Linked DNA regions of Sus scrofa: all the other regions are linked to region 1. A link is a contact called in public HiChIP or PLAC-seq data. All regions are on one chromosome and are shown on one strand. The core of a region is the stretch at or near the end of the contact, and the rest is flanking DNA. Distances in the headings are between cores, read along the strand shown.

Region 1 (3,664 bases), core at 849-3,348:
ATGTGCATGGGGGATAGCAGGGCTGATTATGAAAATGCAGACTCTCAGGCCTCTCCATCCCTGATGAATCAGCAGGTCTGGAGCCCAGAAGCAAGGGATCTGGCTTTTCATCAAGCCCTTGTGGTGATTCTTATGTACAATTTAAAATGTTAGTAACTCTCTTGTCAAACAACTGAAAACTTCAGTGGTAGCTGCCAAAGGAATTAAAATTACTTTCGACGGGGGTGGTGGGCATGGATGGTTTCAAGGAGCAGTATTTGAATGGAGGCTTTGGCTGGGTTTTCCTGACTGTGCCCAAGGGGAGGTCCAGTTCCAGGAGCGGGAAATGGGTGATCCAAGGCAACCAAGTTCATGGGGTGGGGTGGGGGGCCCATGACCGTGCTGGGGTTTATGGCAGACATGGGCTGCAGACCCATGAGGTGATGAGGTTCCAGTTCTGCAAGCTTTCCAGCCTCTCTTCCACACTTCACTGGGATGACAGGGCTGAGGAATTTCACCACAGAAAGCTGGTTTGGCTCTATGCTCATCTGTTCCCAGGCGAGCTAAATTCACCCGCTTTCTGCCTTCTGTCAAGTCAGCTGTTCTCTGAATTCAAGTAGAAGTATGAGAATTTCTGGCCACTCAGGGTGGCATTTTGCTATGGTCATTGCTTGAAGTAGCACAGGCGGCTCTATTTCCAAAGGGAAACCAGCCTACTCACCTCAGGCGGGGCAGGCAGGCAGGCAGCAGGCCAGGCCAGTGCTGGGCACACTGGGTGGCTTTGCCATCTCAGTGGCATCTGCAGGGAGTGAGGGGCAAGCAGCCGGTGATCAGATGTTCCTATACCACGGAAGTGCCCAGACCAACTATCGGGTCTGTGAGTGGGTTGGAACCTCCCTTTCTAAGCTACCTAGATGGTGTCAATCAACAACAATCATTTAATGACTGACCCTGCTGTTGAGTCAGCGCTGTCAGCCTCCACCCCTTTCTCGACTTCTGCTGATGCTGTTTGAAGCATCTAAGGGGTGAGAAGCTGGGGCCCGGCCTCATCAGCAGCAGCCCCACGATGAAAATTCCATCAAGGTCTCCTGTCTCCCTTCTGGCCTCGACCATCATGCTGTAGCCAAAAAATGTGAACTGGGCTAAGACACAGACAGGGTGCGAGGAACGTGGAGGGGCTGCCCAGATGTCCTTTCCAGAAAGGGGTGTGATCAGCAGATGCTTGTCAGCTGCTAGCCCCTCAGGGTCTGCCTCAGCTGCCTAGGCCATGTCCACAGCCAATGACGGATTATGGCAGGTGTATATAAGCCTAGCTATTTGGCCCAGGGCCCAGCAATTCACATGGGCCTCCCAGTCCTGCTTTCATGCCTTCCTTCCACAGGTGCTAATCCTAAGGCATTCCGCAATAAACACTGCAGCCTTCATTCCATTTCAGTCTGCTCTCCAGAGAACCCACATGCAGCCCGTGAGTTTGAATTTCAGCTGGACTAATTCGGAGCTCTGTGACCTTGGGGAAGCAAGAACTTCTTTTCTGTGAGACTTAATGTCCTGTTCTGCAAAATGAACACATAGTAACTTTTTTCATAGGATTGTTGCTGGTGCATTTACATATCTGGTGCAGAGTACTTGCTCATCAGTATTAGCTATTGTAATCTCAGGCAAGTTATGTAACTTTAGTGAGCCTTGGATCCGTTATCTAAAAATAAGAACAATATCGCTTACATCTCAGGATTTTTTTAAAAAATTGAAGTCTAGTTGATTTACCGTGTTGTTAGCTTCTGGTGTACAGCATAGTGCTTCAGTGTATCTCAGGATTTTGGTAAGGATCATATGACATACTCTGTGTGTGAGGTACTCAGTAGATATGCCCTTTCCCCTTATTTTTCCTTTATCATATCAATAGTACCTTTATAGAGTGAATTAAAAAAATAATTCTTTTTAATGTTATTTATTGCTTGCCCTTTATCAGAGTATAAAGTGCATTCATTCATATTCGGAGGAGGAAAATTGCATGTAGAGCAGAAGGGCGGGGCTCAGGTGGAGCCCTGGTTTTGTGGCTCTCTTCTCTTCCATTCCAGGTCAAAGGACAACTCCAGGCAGCACACCCTGCATGACTCAACATATTCTACACACTGCTCATATGACCTTCGTTTCCCCTTTTTCCTTGGTTCACTTTTATAATCCTTGTAATGATCTATTTCTGTGGATTATAGGATTTCTGTTTTATCTGGTAAATCTCTGAGAAGCAGGGAAGTATCTCTCTCTCTCTCTCTTTTTTTTTTAAAGGGTCTGGCTGGCTGTTCATTGGTTCTTGTACTAGTTAATAGTGACCAGCTCTTACAGCAATGCTGAGTTCTGCTGGATGCATTCAGAGCAGGAATTCCTGCTGACTTCACAAGGAATCTGAAAGCCAGATGGGGTCTTCTGAGCCCCCCCTTGTCCAACTCTGTCATCTCACCCATGAGGAATTTTTGTTTAGGTCAGCCTATTTTTAAATAATGTCATTTAAAATCTTATGTGGAATTTTTGTAGCCCCATCTTTATTACATCTTTCTTTTATAACTTCATAGTCTATTTTTTGTTTCTCGTTTAAAGCTTCGTCAGTTCTAGGAACACTGTCTTACACTGACACCTACTGGACAGGTGGGAAAATAGCTGATACCAAGAACACTACCGTTTGTTAGGACTAGAGACAGATAAATAGTGTCTTTCCCACTGCATTCATATTTATTTATTTATTTATGTATTTATGTATTTATTTATTTATTTTTGAGGGTGGTCTTTGCAGGGGCATACCTGCAGCATATGAAAATTCCCAGGCTAGTGGTCGAATCAGAGCTGCAGCTGCCAGCCTACGCCACAGACACAGCCACAGCAATGCCAAATCTGAGCCAAGTCTGTGACCCGTACCAAAGCTCTCACAGCAACGCCAGTTTCTTAACCCACTGAGTAGGGCCAGAACCCATGTCCTCATAGATACTAGTTGGGTTTGTTACCGCTGAACCACGGGGGGAACTCCCACATTCACTTTTAATAAGCCTCTTTCTTATAACTGTCCCGGTCATAAGCTTTCATTTCCCTCTTCTTCTACTAAACCTAATTGTCTATATTAGATTTTAGATTTCTGGGATGTGATGATTAGATCCAGTTAAGATGCTACAAGCCCATAGTATGTTTATGCAGTGCCATTCTTTAGATATATTTAATGTTTAATGAGGCACAATAATCCCACTCAGTAACTGTGATAATTCTGCAAGCACTGTAGCTCTGAAGCACTGACATGTCAGGTGGGCCCTGTGAAAGGTATGGAACCATTCTTAATCCTAGAGTCACCTGATGGTGGGGACTGCCAGAGGCCATCTCATCTGGATCAAAACCTCTCACCATTGGCAGTAAGAACTATCCAGGATGAAGGACATAAATTCTTTCCTTGACGATTTCTCCAGGGATCACAACCCCAGTGAGAATTCATTCAAACGCCTCACGGGACTTGGTTACAAAGCACCTCTTTCCTGCCTTTATATAAAGTTACTTTTGTTTGTCCTCCTAAGGTCTGGCAATGATTAATCAAATCCTACTCATAAAAACCTTCTGAAATGTACCAGTAGGCTATATCCTAATCACCTGCTTTCCCACCCTTTTTCACCATACTTTTCTTTAGTTAAGTAGTTGATTTTTTCTGAGT
Region 2 (3,664 bases), core at 534-3,033, 120 kb before region 1:
AGTGAGGCCTGATGGTGTCTGAGATATGGGTGGGGCTGTGGCTCCTGAGACACTGTGCTGGTGCTGAGGGCCAGCTGCCACTGATATCGCAGCATTTCTGGGCTGAGGTGCAGAAGGTGAGGGTGGGGCCCTGGGCCAGGTACTGGGATCATGCAAAGATCTTGTTCCCCTGCACCCTCCATGGTGGCAGCGCCCAGGCTCCCCCACCCCCAAAGGGCTGCTTGGGCCCCCAGTGCCTGTCCTCTTCTAGTCCTGTCATGTCCAGACCCCCACCCGGACCCCTCAGGGCAAAAGGCCTGCTCGAGATGTCAGGAGGGGAGCACCCAGGCTGAGCTGACAAGCATTGCTGATGAGTTAGGGGACTGACTGAACTTGACATTGGGTGGAAGAAAGGCAGGTAGAGCCTGATGAACTTTGGCTTATGCTTTGCCTCTGCGCCTTGTTGGTTGAGAGACCTTTTAGGAGTTATGCTCAAGTTATGCTCCTCTAAGAGCCCCAGGGAATGCAGGGCAGCTTTCGGGTTTTGAGATTTTGAAGCCCTTCGCCTTTGGTTTTTTTTTGTTTGTTTTTTAATTTTTCGAGATGTAATTCACATACCATAAAATGTGTACAATTCAGTGGGTTTTTAAAAGCCTTTTTTTAAAACAATGTTGTGTTCGTTTCAGGTGTACTGCAAAATGATTCACTTATACATTATCTGTCATCAACTATCCTTCAGATTCTTTTCCATTAAGCTTATTAAAAGATATTGAATATAATTCCCTGGGCTATACAGCAGGTCCTTGCTGTTTATCTATTTTGTATATAGCAGTGTGTGTATGTTAATTCCACCCTCCTAACTTACTCCTCTGCAAGTGGTTTTTAAAGTTTTCGCAAGAGTGTGCAACCATCAACTACCATCTAATTCCAGAACGTTTTTCTCAATCTATTAGCATTCACACAGCATCCCCCCTCCCCCCTGCCTCCCATCTCGGCCCCAGCCACCAGAAATCTCCTGTCTCCATGGACTTGCCTATTCCAGCCACTTCATATAAATGGAATCCTGCATACGTGGCCGTTGTGGACAGGCAGCTTTCTCCTAGCATAAAGTTTACAAGGGCCATCCATGTTGTACTATGACTCAGCAGTTCATTCTTTTTATGGCTGAATAATAGTCTCTCTCAGGTTTAGTTGGCATCAGGGGTTGGGGGATTTCTGTAGCGCCTACTTCTCTGCCCAGATTTGTCACTGGCAAGCAGTCAGCCTCTCTCTTCCCCTGAGCCTGAGGCTTGTGTACAAATACTTTTGCTTTTATTGCCTCCTACGTTCTGGGTATGAGTCTTCCTTGGGATTCTGTCAAGATGTGAAAACAGAGATAATGGTTATTTTCTCACAGGTTGTTGTGAGGATAATTGAAGCAGGTTATGGGGAAGTCTACCCTCTCCCTCTGTATTGCATATGCTGCCTAGAGAACGCTGTTCCCACATTAAATAAGACCCCATCTGGTCTTCCTGCCCCTGTGACCAGGTCTGGGCATGGGCCTCTGGGGAGTGGGAGTGGGAGTTATGATTAAGCTGTGTCCTAGGTTCTGGGGTGCTTCTGACTGTGGTGCTGGATTAAGGGGCTACTGGCTTAATCCCAGGGAGGCAGGAAGCAGTGGGTGTCTGGGAGATGCTTGGCTCAGAGAGTTCATTAGATAAGCACTTGAAAGGAAAGCTAATGAATGAGTGAGTGGAAGTGACTCTAGAAGGCTGCTCGGTCTCCGGCCGGAAGTGCTGAGCTGGTATCCTGGTGCAGACACTTCCTCATCTCATGCTGCGGGTCCTTGGCCTGGCCAGTCACCCCTCCCCTTGCCACGTCTCTCCATCAGGGAGTGATGCTTTGGAACTGGAGGACCTTTGTCAGAATAGATGGGAGACACTTCTTGGGCACTGAGACTCCAGGCTGGGCAGTGGCGTTTGGCAAACGGTTAGAGCCTTGATCAAACTATATATAACTGAAGGACTCAGAAATGCAAGTTAAAAGGGAATGGTTTGGGGAAAGAGTGGAGAAAAGAGAAAAGGTGACAGCGCCCCTGTTCAGTTTCAGAATACCCCTCTTTTGTGACCCATGTTCCTTATCAACCCAGGTCTGTCTCATTCATTCTGGTCACCTGGAGCCGCCAGTCTAGGTCTGCATCATCCCAAGGCAGCGGAATCACCTGAGGAGGCGGAAATCCCAGGCGGTGCAGGCAATGCGCATGCCTAATGAGGTCTCCAGGTGGTTCTCGCGTGCCTCACGCTGGGGGCGTGGAGTTGGCGTCGCTCCTCCCTCACCTCGAAGGAAACCGCTTACAGGCAGCAAGATGCAGTCTTCTGTTCATGGAGGGGACATGGGCTTCAGGAGCAGGGGGCTCTCGGACCCAGCGGGCCTTCCTTGGAGGCGTTCATAGGACTTCTTTTTCGCTCTGATGGCCGCTGTTCCTGCTCCCCTGGCTCCGAGGCTACAGACTGCTTTTCCCGGGGCAGGAGGGTCTCGCCTGCCCAGAGCCATCCTCATGGGTTCCAGTATTTGGGTAGGGGAAGTAGTCTCAACAAGCGGGCTTAGGCGCCAGGACCGTCTCTCATCAGTTTCGATTGATGGACAAGTTATTTGACCTTTTAACTCCACATTTTAAATCCGAGCAACCTCCCTTATGCGGCTGTTGTGAAGCTCCGATAAAATAATGTAGTCACGGAAGGACACTGTAAATTGCGAAGTGCGATAAAAATGTTCATCCGCTTATCGTGGCGGAGCCTCCAAGCCCCCTTTTCCTCAGGAGCGTTTAGCATCTCGCCAGGGGATCTGAACTCATCTCTGTTGCTGAAGTTGTGGGACTGACACCAAGGAGTCAGGAGCAAACCTGTCGGTGAGTAAACCCTGGTCAACATGGGGCTGCCAAACTGGATGGGGGGACAGAGGTTTGTTTTTTGTTTTTTGTTTTCCTAACAAAGGGACAAAAAGCACAGTGAGCCGTGGTGACTGGATTCCTTGGGGTCCTTGGTTCTTTTGGGGGGTTCAAACGATGGGAGAACAGATGGCCAGGAAAAAGTGAAGCCAGCAAGGGAGTAGGGCCAGTGCATTGGGGCCCAGGGAGCCAAGGGCTGGGGAGAGCCCTCTCAGGGTGGCCCAGGTGGCAATGTGGTGCCAAAGGCTGCAGCTGAGACGCATGGAGAGGAAATGAAGCCTGGACTGTAGCTTCCTCTGTGACCCTATATAACACCCCAGCTTCCTCAGAGGGCCCCTAATGTTTCCTCTGTCCTGGGGGTGTTAGCCCAGCCCAGGAAATCCCCACTGCTCTCCCTGTCCCAGGCAACATGTCCCATCACCTTCGTGCTCCCACCTCCTCTCCCCTCCCTGCCACTGGCAGGAGAAAGGGGCATCATTTTGTTTTTGTTGTGTCAAAGGTCGAGGCAGGTGATGGGGGTGGCGGCCCCTACAGCAGGTCTGTTTTTCTTGAGTAATTCCCTTTATGGGGAAGAAGCAGGGAGAGGAGGCATTTGAGTAGGAGGAAGTGGTGGGGCATGCAGGAGTCTGGACGGCTTGTAGTTTGCTGTTGCTGGGCAGGGCTCTGAGGAAAGAGAGGAGGAGAGAAAAGAGAGCCCTGGGCAGCATTCCCGAAGCCATCACGGTCACCACAGCTGTGCCACGGCTCAAGTTCGCCTGA
Region 3 (3,664 bases), core at 712-3,211, 110 kb after region 1:
ACCTTACTTTACCCTTTTATTACAAAGTCCCCTTACCATTCTGCTGGCTTACTCTGTGAGATTTTCTACGTCTATCTTGCAGGGGCATTCCAATGGAAGTTATACAAATTTCATGTTAGTATGTGTTCCCAGAATTACCAAGAGAACGAATTGTGACATAAAGAGTTGTTGTAATATCACTTCTTTATAAGGATTTAGGAAGCTGGTAATTGGCTCCATAATCTTGTTCTGAGATAAGGGTATGCTTTCCTAGGAAAATGATTTTCTCTTCAGAGAATTACCATGATTTTGGTAGGTTGAGAACTGGTCTCTTGGGAGGAAGTTTTGTTTTTGCTGTAGACCCACTGTGTGGAGAGAGTGCTCTGGTGTAGAGAAGCAACTTTTAAAATATATATGTTTTTAATTTTTGAAATGAAAACAAAGTCTGGTTCAAAGAAAACATCATCTGTAAATCCAATATAGGACAGATTAAAAAACTGTTCAATTTGGGGAGGAGTGGAAGCAGATAGAGGGGTACAGCTCTGTCCCTTGATCACCCCACTCTTGCATAAAGCATTTTCTATTGAACCTGTTTGAGCAGCACAATTTGAAAAACCTCCAGTGACATATAAAGATCACTAGATTAGGAATCCAAAGACTTAGTCCTGATCAAGAACTGGTATTACTGAACCTCTGTGTGACCAAATTTCCTCATCTGTGAAATAAGGAGATTGAACTAGGTATCTTTCAGCTCAAATTCAAGGGAACCATTAGCAGCTGTGTGCAAGTCACAAAGCTCTGCTGTTATCAGTTCTCCACTGCAAAATATGATGCTCACTGAAGGGTAAAATTTGCATGCCTACCTCAGAGTTCTAAGCATTAGGAGATTTTTTTTTAACCTTAAAAATTTAATGGAGTTAGGAGAAAATTGCAGTGTAAAATAGAAACTATAAAATTATCCTTGTTCTTAGTGATTTCAATATATCCTTCTTTCTCATATCATTTTAAACTATCAGTGGTATTTCATTGATAAACTCAAGGTGGACTGCCCACTATCTGACAGACACTGAACTAAATATTGAGGATAGAAAAGAGGACTAAAAACTGCCCACTACTCTACAAACATTCGTAATCCCCTCCTCTCAAATACAAAAGTTAATGGCTTCTTAATGTTCCCTTCAACAGAACCTTTTTGATTGTGATGCTGCATTCCTTCTCAATGATAGAGATGGTGCTGCAGAGGGACATATTAAAACTAAATGAAAAGTGAAGTGTACTCATTTAGAAAAAAACTGTATTTAAAAATGGTATTTTCTGTAAGGAGAATGGCTTTGTTGTAAATGATCTTTGATCAACTTGAGCAGAGTGTTTAGTTCTATGGCTATAAGAGGCTTTGTTTTCCTATTAAGTGGAGTATCTCTTAAATGTGAAGATGGTTCCATTGTCTAGAGGGAGACAATGCCACTTACACTGTCCATATTGCCTACTTGATTCTGGATTGCTAGTGTTGCTTGGGTCCAAAGTGGGAAGAGTTGATGAACATGCAAAAGAGCCAAATGAAGGTTTAGAATGGAACTGTGAAAGGCCCATTCCCTCTACACCTAGACCCAAATTCCCTTTCTCTGATAAAAACCACAGCTTTTGGGTAGGTCTCCCTTTGTTATTTCCGACTGGTAGACCCCCCCAGCTCAATCCACAAATGCACACCCACTCACTCTGAGAGTGACTCTCCCCAAGGTGGAGCTGATGTCCACCCTTCACTCTAGTCAAGGGCCCCCACCTCATATAACCACCCAACTGTTGACTCGCGTTCAAGGGCCACCACCATCACCCACTCCAGCACCATCTTCCAGGAACTGGCCTCTCCCCCATTAGTCCCCGCCCCTCTTCTGAGAGCACCCAATGGGTGGAGTCGGGGCTGCAGTGGGAGGAGCCTGAGGCGGGCACATTTAAAGAAAGGCAGAGGGCGAAAGGAGGCAAGAGAGGAGAAGAAAGAGAAACCAGGGGGGCGAGGCGCCGTCCAATGACAAAGCCCAGGGGTGGGCGCCGGCCGCCATCTTGTACCGGGCGGCAGGATCTTCACCCGCGTCCTCCGCCCTCGGAGGGGGAGGGGCGGAGGCGGCGAGAAAAGTAACGAGAGACGCGCCGGCCGGGGAGGCGCCAGCGGCGGCCGCCGCCGCAGAGCCGAACGCGGGCGGGGACGACGGCGGCGGCGCGACCCGGCGAACGCGGGCGGCCGCGAGCGGCCTCCGATGCGGCGCAGCGTGAAGAGGCGGCGGCGCCGGCCCCCGGCAGCCCCGGCCGCGGCCGCCCGGGGCGGCGGCTTTAGGGCGGGAGCAGGGCCCGAGCTGGAGGCGCGGGAGGAGAAGGTGGTATACTCGCGGTCTCAACTGTCGCTGGCCGACAGCACCAAGGCGCTGGGCGACGCCTTCAAGCTGTTCATGCCCCGCAGCACGGAGTTCATGAGCTCGGACGCGGAGCTCTGGAGCTTCCTCTGCAGCCTTAAGCACCAGTTCTCCCCGCATATCCTGCGCAGCAAGGACGTCTACGGCTACTCCTCCTGCCGGGCCCTGGTCCCCGACCCCCCGGGACCCCCCGCTGCCCGCGGCCGGACACGCAGGCCAGCACCGAGTGCGGCGGCCAGGAGGAGGCGCCGCGGAGCCCGGGCGCCCGCCGCCCGCCGGAGGAAGCCCCCGCCACCGCCGCCGCTGTCGCCGCTGCCGGCCCCCGAGGAGAGCTGCCCTGCCAAGCCCGCGGCGCCCGGGCCCTGCTTCGGGGGCCGCACCCTGGAGGAGATCTGGAGGGCGGCCACCCCGACGCTGACCACCTTTCCCACCATTCGCGTCGGCGGCGACGTGTGGGGCGAGCGCAGCCTGGCGGCGGCGCGGCGCCGGGCAAGCCAAGTCCTGCGAGTGAACCTGGAACCCGTGGTGAGGCTCCGCCGCTTCCCCGTGCCCCGGGCGTGAAACGCAGCCCGCGACGGCTTCCCGGCCAGGGACGGGGCTTCCGCCTGGAGGGATGGACAAGTGTCAGTCGAGTGTTTACAGATCCGGCCAGGACCCCGTCCCCTCGTGCACTTTACGGGCAAAGAAGTCACCGGATGCTTTTCCCGGCCTCGCGGCGCCGCCGTCTGGGGCTCAGGGACAGGTGTGCCCTCCGCTGCCTCCTGGCGCCCGGGCTGCGGAGGAGGAGACAGCCGGACCCGCAGGGGAGGGCCCTATGCTTCCTTACCCCGGACTGAGACATCTCCAGGACTGGAGGGGCAGATCCGTTTTCTCCCTTTGGACTCTACCTCACTGGTCTGGAAGTTCTCTGAAGAAGTCGTTATTTTTCCAAAGGAATTTGGTTTCGTGTTTGTGTAATAAAGCCAGAATCTACTTGCTTTCCCCCCAAATCCTCCCCCCACCCCATTTTTCTTTGCAACTGCCACCCCTCTTTCTGGACGAAAGATTGAACCTGTTTTGTACTCAGGGTATTCTGAATCCCATTCGTTTCCTAATTTTAACCGGATTCCAAAGCTCTGACCAAGGATATTTTTCTAAGAGATTCAAGCTTATGACTGTAATAGTGCAAGGATTTGTATGCTTTGAATTCCATGGGCTCAGTGATTACAAACAAAGAGATGCAAAGTACAACTGTTTGAACATTTTTGAGGTGTTCCTAAAGATTTTATATTGAAATTTAA
Region 4 (3,664 bases), core at 565-3,064, 87 kb before region 1:
TCTGCAATTCAAATAAAAAGTGGAATCTGTGCAAGATCTGAGCTTGGCTATGCTTTATGAGAATAATGAAAAATCCTCTTCTGAATTGGAAAGCACCATTCTTTCTGTACTTCAAAAGAATGAGGGGCAATAGTTGGTTGAAAAATGCTATAACATGTCTACCATTAACAGTGGTGTAAACATTTCATTATAGGCATGGTTCTCTGTACAGGGGGACATACGGTGATTTAAAAGGATGAGTTAGCAAGGAAGAGGAGCTCTTTCTAGATACCTTAGGAGGTGGAGAAAGGCACAGTGGGCAAGGAGGCAGTGTTACCTACATCTTCAAAGGCCATGTGGGACTTTCAAACCCTGGCTGCAGATTAGAATCAATTGGAGTAATTAGAAAAACACTAATGTCTGGGCCTCATCCCAAACAAATTAATTACAACCCGAGGTGGACACTCAGGCAGGGTATTTTTTTAAAGTATCCCTGGTGATTCTGATGTGCAGCAAGGTGAAGAATCATTGGGCTTTTGCATACTCGAAAAGAAAGGTTTTGGCTACACCAGAATCAAACAGATCTCAATTCGAACATTTAAAGATTAAATATATATATTTATATCTAATTCTACTTAAACATAGACATCACTAACTTATTTCTATGCAAAGTATTACCTCTAGGTAATTAAAAATATTTTATAAATACTTTAATGATCTTTCTCTGTTAAACACTTCCAATAAATAGGGAAACATTTAAGAGATGAAAGGAGTTTTCAAAGCAGACGTTTCAACTTTTTTAGGAAATCTGAAGACTGCGCCGGAGTGTAAAAGTCCTGTAAAATGCAGGATGGGCAGGGCAAGTAGTGTTCCTCCCAACTTGGAGTACTTTTTACACATCACATATCTTCTTCCATTAAAGAAGGAAGTGAAAACTGCTCAGGCCAAAATTTAAAATTAAGGCATCTGGAAGCTAAACCACATTTTCTAGGATGTCTCCTTTAATAACAAGCTTTAGAAACAACACACAACAAAAAACATCCTTACAAATAAGTACCTAAAATTCTAGTATCCCGAGAGGAGAAATTCCTTTTCAACTAATTTTTGAATTCTGGGGTAAAGGTGTTTCTGAAGATGTCACGATTCTGAGTAAAGAGTTGTGGGCAACTGGGAAAGAGGGAAGCAGGGTACAAGGGGGGTGGGGAATAGAAAGGCCCTGCATGAGTCCCTTCGTTACTTGCTGTTTCTGTGCTGGCGAAGGTCTAGCCCAATTGTACTTGATGGTTCTTCACTCTGTGGGCAGAGCTGAGACAAATGTTCCCTGGAACCAGACCAGCAGAGAAAGGCCAGGGCACAAAGATTCAGATTTTCCATTTCGTGTTCGTGAGTCTCAGTGGTATCGGAAGCTAACTGCAGAAGACCCTGAAAAGACAAGCTCGCTTTGCTGGCACATCCCTCACATCTGCAGATGTGCAGGGGATTTTGGGGAAGCATTCTCTAAGGAATGAGGCATGGTTACAATGATCACAGTTTTTTTTTTTTTTTCCTGTAAGGAGTTTGAGAAACCCAAGGATAACCAAAATTGAGAGGATACCCAGCTGACAATAGATGTTACCAATTATTGTAAAGAATTTCAGAAGCACTCAGTACCAAGAAAGTTGAAACTTCAGAGGTCATTAGGCCACTTAAATTTAGAACAGTCTCCAACATGACTGAGGGGGCACATGAGAAAAAACAAACATGCAAATAAGCCTAACACTGAACATTACTTAAACATGCCAAGGTTTTTCTCCAGTGAAGAGTTCAGTTAGGGGAAGAGCTATATTTCTCAAGTGCCAGCTTTCATAATGTCCCACTACATGACATCAAGTTCGATGACTGTCCTGCTGACGTAAAGCATTAGAACACTAACTTGTTTTAAACTCTAGCCCAAAGTATTACGCGGAATGCTTCTCCCCTTGTTTGATGCCAAGAACAAGATGTAAGAACCAGTTAAACTGCACGGTCCATCCTTTGTCTCTGCAAACTTCAATCTGATCCAGAAAATACTTTTTAGCATCCTCCTCACTTTTGCCCACTGTGAGGGCATCCCGAATGTATTCAATGTCTTCTTTGCTGGTTAACTGGGGCATTCCTGTCATCAGCATCATGGAGAAGAGGATGATCAGTAGGTTTGTGTGATGACGAAGGGCTAGGTAAGCCTTGACGCAGACATCCTGGATAAAAGGAAGGAACGCTGTTAACTGTTGTCACTGTAACAAAGTAGCCTGGGAGTTCCCGTCGTGGTGCCGTGATTAACGAATCCAAATAGGAACCATGAGGTTGTGGGTTCGATCCCTGGCCTTGCTCAGTGGGTTAAGGATCCGGCGTTGCCGTGAGCTGTGGTGTAGGTTGCAGATGTGGCTCAGATCCCAAGTTGCTGTGGTTCTGGCACAGGCTGGCGGCTACAGCTCTGACTGGACCCCTAGCATGGGAACCTCCATATGCCACGGGCACAGCCCAAGAAATGGCAAAAAAAGACAAAAACAAAAAACAAAACAAAACACCAACAACAAAGTAGCCTGAAGACCAGTGGGCTGTTTTGGAATTTACATGGCATTATCCTGTCCCTGAGAGGAGATCATGACAAGCCAGGAAGGTCCCCTGTCTCCAATGAAGCACTTGACTAGGAACATAAACTGCTGTTATAATCTCTGAAGCACTGCACTGTGGTGGTACACCTCCAGGGTGTGCTCAAGGAAAACTAACTGATACACCGTTTCATCTTTTTTACTCTCCTTTTTTTTTACTTTGGTTCCTTTCCTAGGGAATTGAGGGTGGACATTTCTTTAGGCTGGGAGTCAGTTTTTGAACACCTCCTACTGGAATCAATAAACCTTATGTAAGCATAAATAATGTTTGCCAAGAGCTAATGGAATCCAAAAAAGAGCTGGAAACAGGGCGTTTGAAATTTAGCTGGTTTTCATATTTATTTTACAATGTGACCTACTCTAAGGTAATAGATGAATTAGCTTTTCATTGTCTGACTCTCAAAATTGTTAATGATCTTTGAAAATTCAATATAAATTTGAATACTGAGTGAGAGAGGGCTTTCAACAAGGCAGTGTCTGATGCCTCTTCTAAAAGCCTTGGAGTAAGTGATACATGTGAGTTGAGTCCACTTCTTAAGCAACAGGCTTGCTCATTTCAATTAAAATGTTCTAATGTGAAGAAAAAAACTGAAAGGGTTTCAATTTTGCCACATGAGAATAGCCCAACCTTAATATCATAATTTGGGAAGATGTTGTGTTAAAGCTGAAATGAATGATTACAGGTTTAAATATTTCAAATAAAACACTGAGTAAAATGTTAAGAGAATGACAAACTGTAGCCAACTAGGCAGTCACAAAATTGCAAGAGTAGTTCATCATAAGGTACTAGATTAAAATCTACTTTTAATTTTTATGAAAGTAACATATAACTTAACATGTACCTAAAATGTAATGATATGAAGAATTATCTGAGTTACCACTCAAAATCATTCTGAATAATGAGTCCTGGAAAAAGAAATGTATAAAATCAGAAAAGTGAGGGTAAAATCGCTAGTATTTATTTTATTTTAATTATTTATTTTACTTTTTTGGGGGTCATACCTATGGCATATGGAAGTTCCTAGGCTAGGGGCTGAATTGAGCGATAGCTGCTG

What was found. HiChIP or PLAC-seq counts read pairs in DNA pulled down with a chosen protein or histone mark.
Region 2: a contact with region 1 is called in an H3K27ac HiChIP or PLAC-seq map of alveolar macrophages. The contact joins two enhancer-like sites. A contact is called at or near these places in 3 of 47 Hi-C or Micro-C datasets (alveolar macrophages, epiblast stem cells and heart right ventricle) and 2 of 2 datasets of contacts at active chromatin or transcription factors (alveolar macrophages and skeletal muscle).
Region 3: a contact with region 1 is called in an H3K27ac HiChIP or PLAC-seq map of alveolar macrophages. The contact joins the promoter of CCDC71L here to the enhancer-like site in region 1. A contact is called at or near these places in 1 of 5 promoter capture datasets (liver), 8 of 47 Hi-C or Micro-C datasets (alveolar macrophages, embryonic fibroblasts, fibroblasts and 3 more) and 2 of 2 datasets of contacts at active chromatin or transcription factors (alveolar macrophages and skeletal muscle).
Region 4: an H3K27ac HiChIP or PLAC-seq map of alveolar macrophages shows a contact between it and region 1. The contact joins two enhancer-like sites. A contact is called at or near these places in 1 of 5 promoter capture datasets (liver), 7 of 47 Hi-C or Micro-C datasets (embryonic fibroblasts, epiblast stem cells, liver and 1 more) and 1 of 2 datasets of contacts at active chromatin or transcription factors (alveolar macrophages).

Annotation. Positions count from the first base shown.
Region 1 is chr9:106,655,860-106,659,523 of Sscrofa11.1, reverse strand. No RefSeq gene overlaps it. Among named protein-coding and RNA genes, the nearest start is that of PIK3CG, 47 kb to the left of the region's middle. Within about 2 kb of position 2,098, at least 24 of the 83 cell types and tissues checked have an H3K27ac peak or open chromatin away from gene starts, as enhancers often do. A contact at or near this core is called in alveolar macrophages and retroperitoneal adipose tissue, where this site is marked.
Region 2 is chr9:106,773,105-106,776,768 of Sscrofa11.1, reverse strand. No RefSeq gene overlaps it. Among named protein-coding and RNA genes, the nearest start is that of PIK3CG, 70 kb to the right of the region's middle. Within about 2 kb of position 1,783, at least 15 of the 83 cell types and tissues checked have an H3K27ac peak or open chromatin away from gene starts, as enhancers often do. A contact at or near this core is called in alveolar macrophages, where this site is marked.
Region 3 is chr9:106,543,621-106,547,284 of Sscrofa11.1, reverse strand. CCDC71L (coiled-coil domain-containing protein 71L) reads left to right here and starts at 1,961. Exons shown (of 1, transcript XM_021063516.1): 1 at 1,961-3,664. The coding sequence starts at 2,232. The coding sequence ends at 2,945. All of the region lies in intron 2 of LOC102163285 (a long non-coding RNA gene), which reads left to right.
Region 4 is chr9:106,742,966-106,746,629 of Sscrofa11.1, reverse strand. It overlaps PIK3CG (phosphatidylinositol-4,5-bisphosphate 3-kinase catalytic subunit gamma), which reads right to left. Exons shown (of 11, transcript NM_213939.1): 11 at 1,510-2,195. The coding sequence ends at 1,917. Among named protein-coding and RNA genes, the nearest start is that of PIK3CG, 40 kb to the right of the region's middle. Within about 2 kb of position 1,814, at least 2 of the 83 cell types and tissues checked have an H3K27ac peak or open chromatin away from gene starts, as enhancers often do. A contact at or near this core is called in alveolar macrophages, where this site is marked.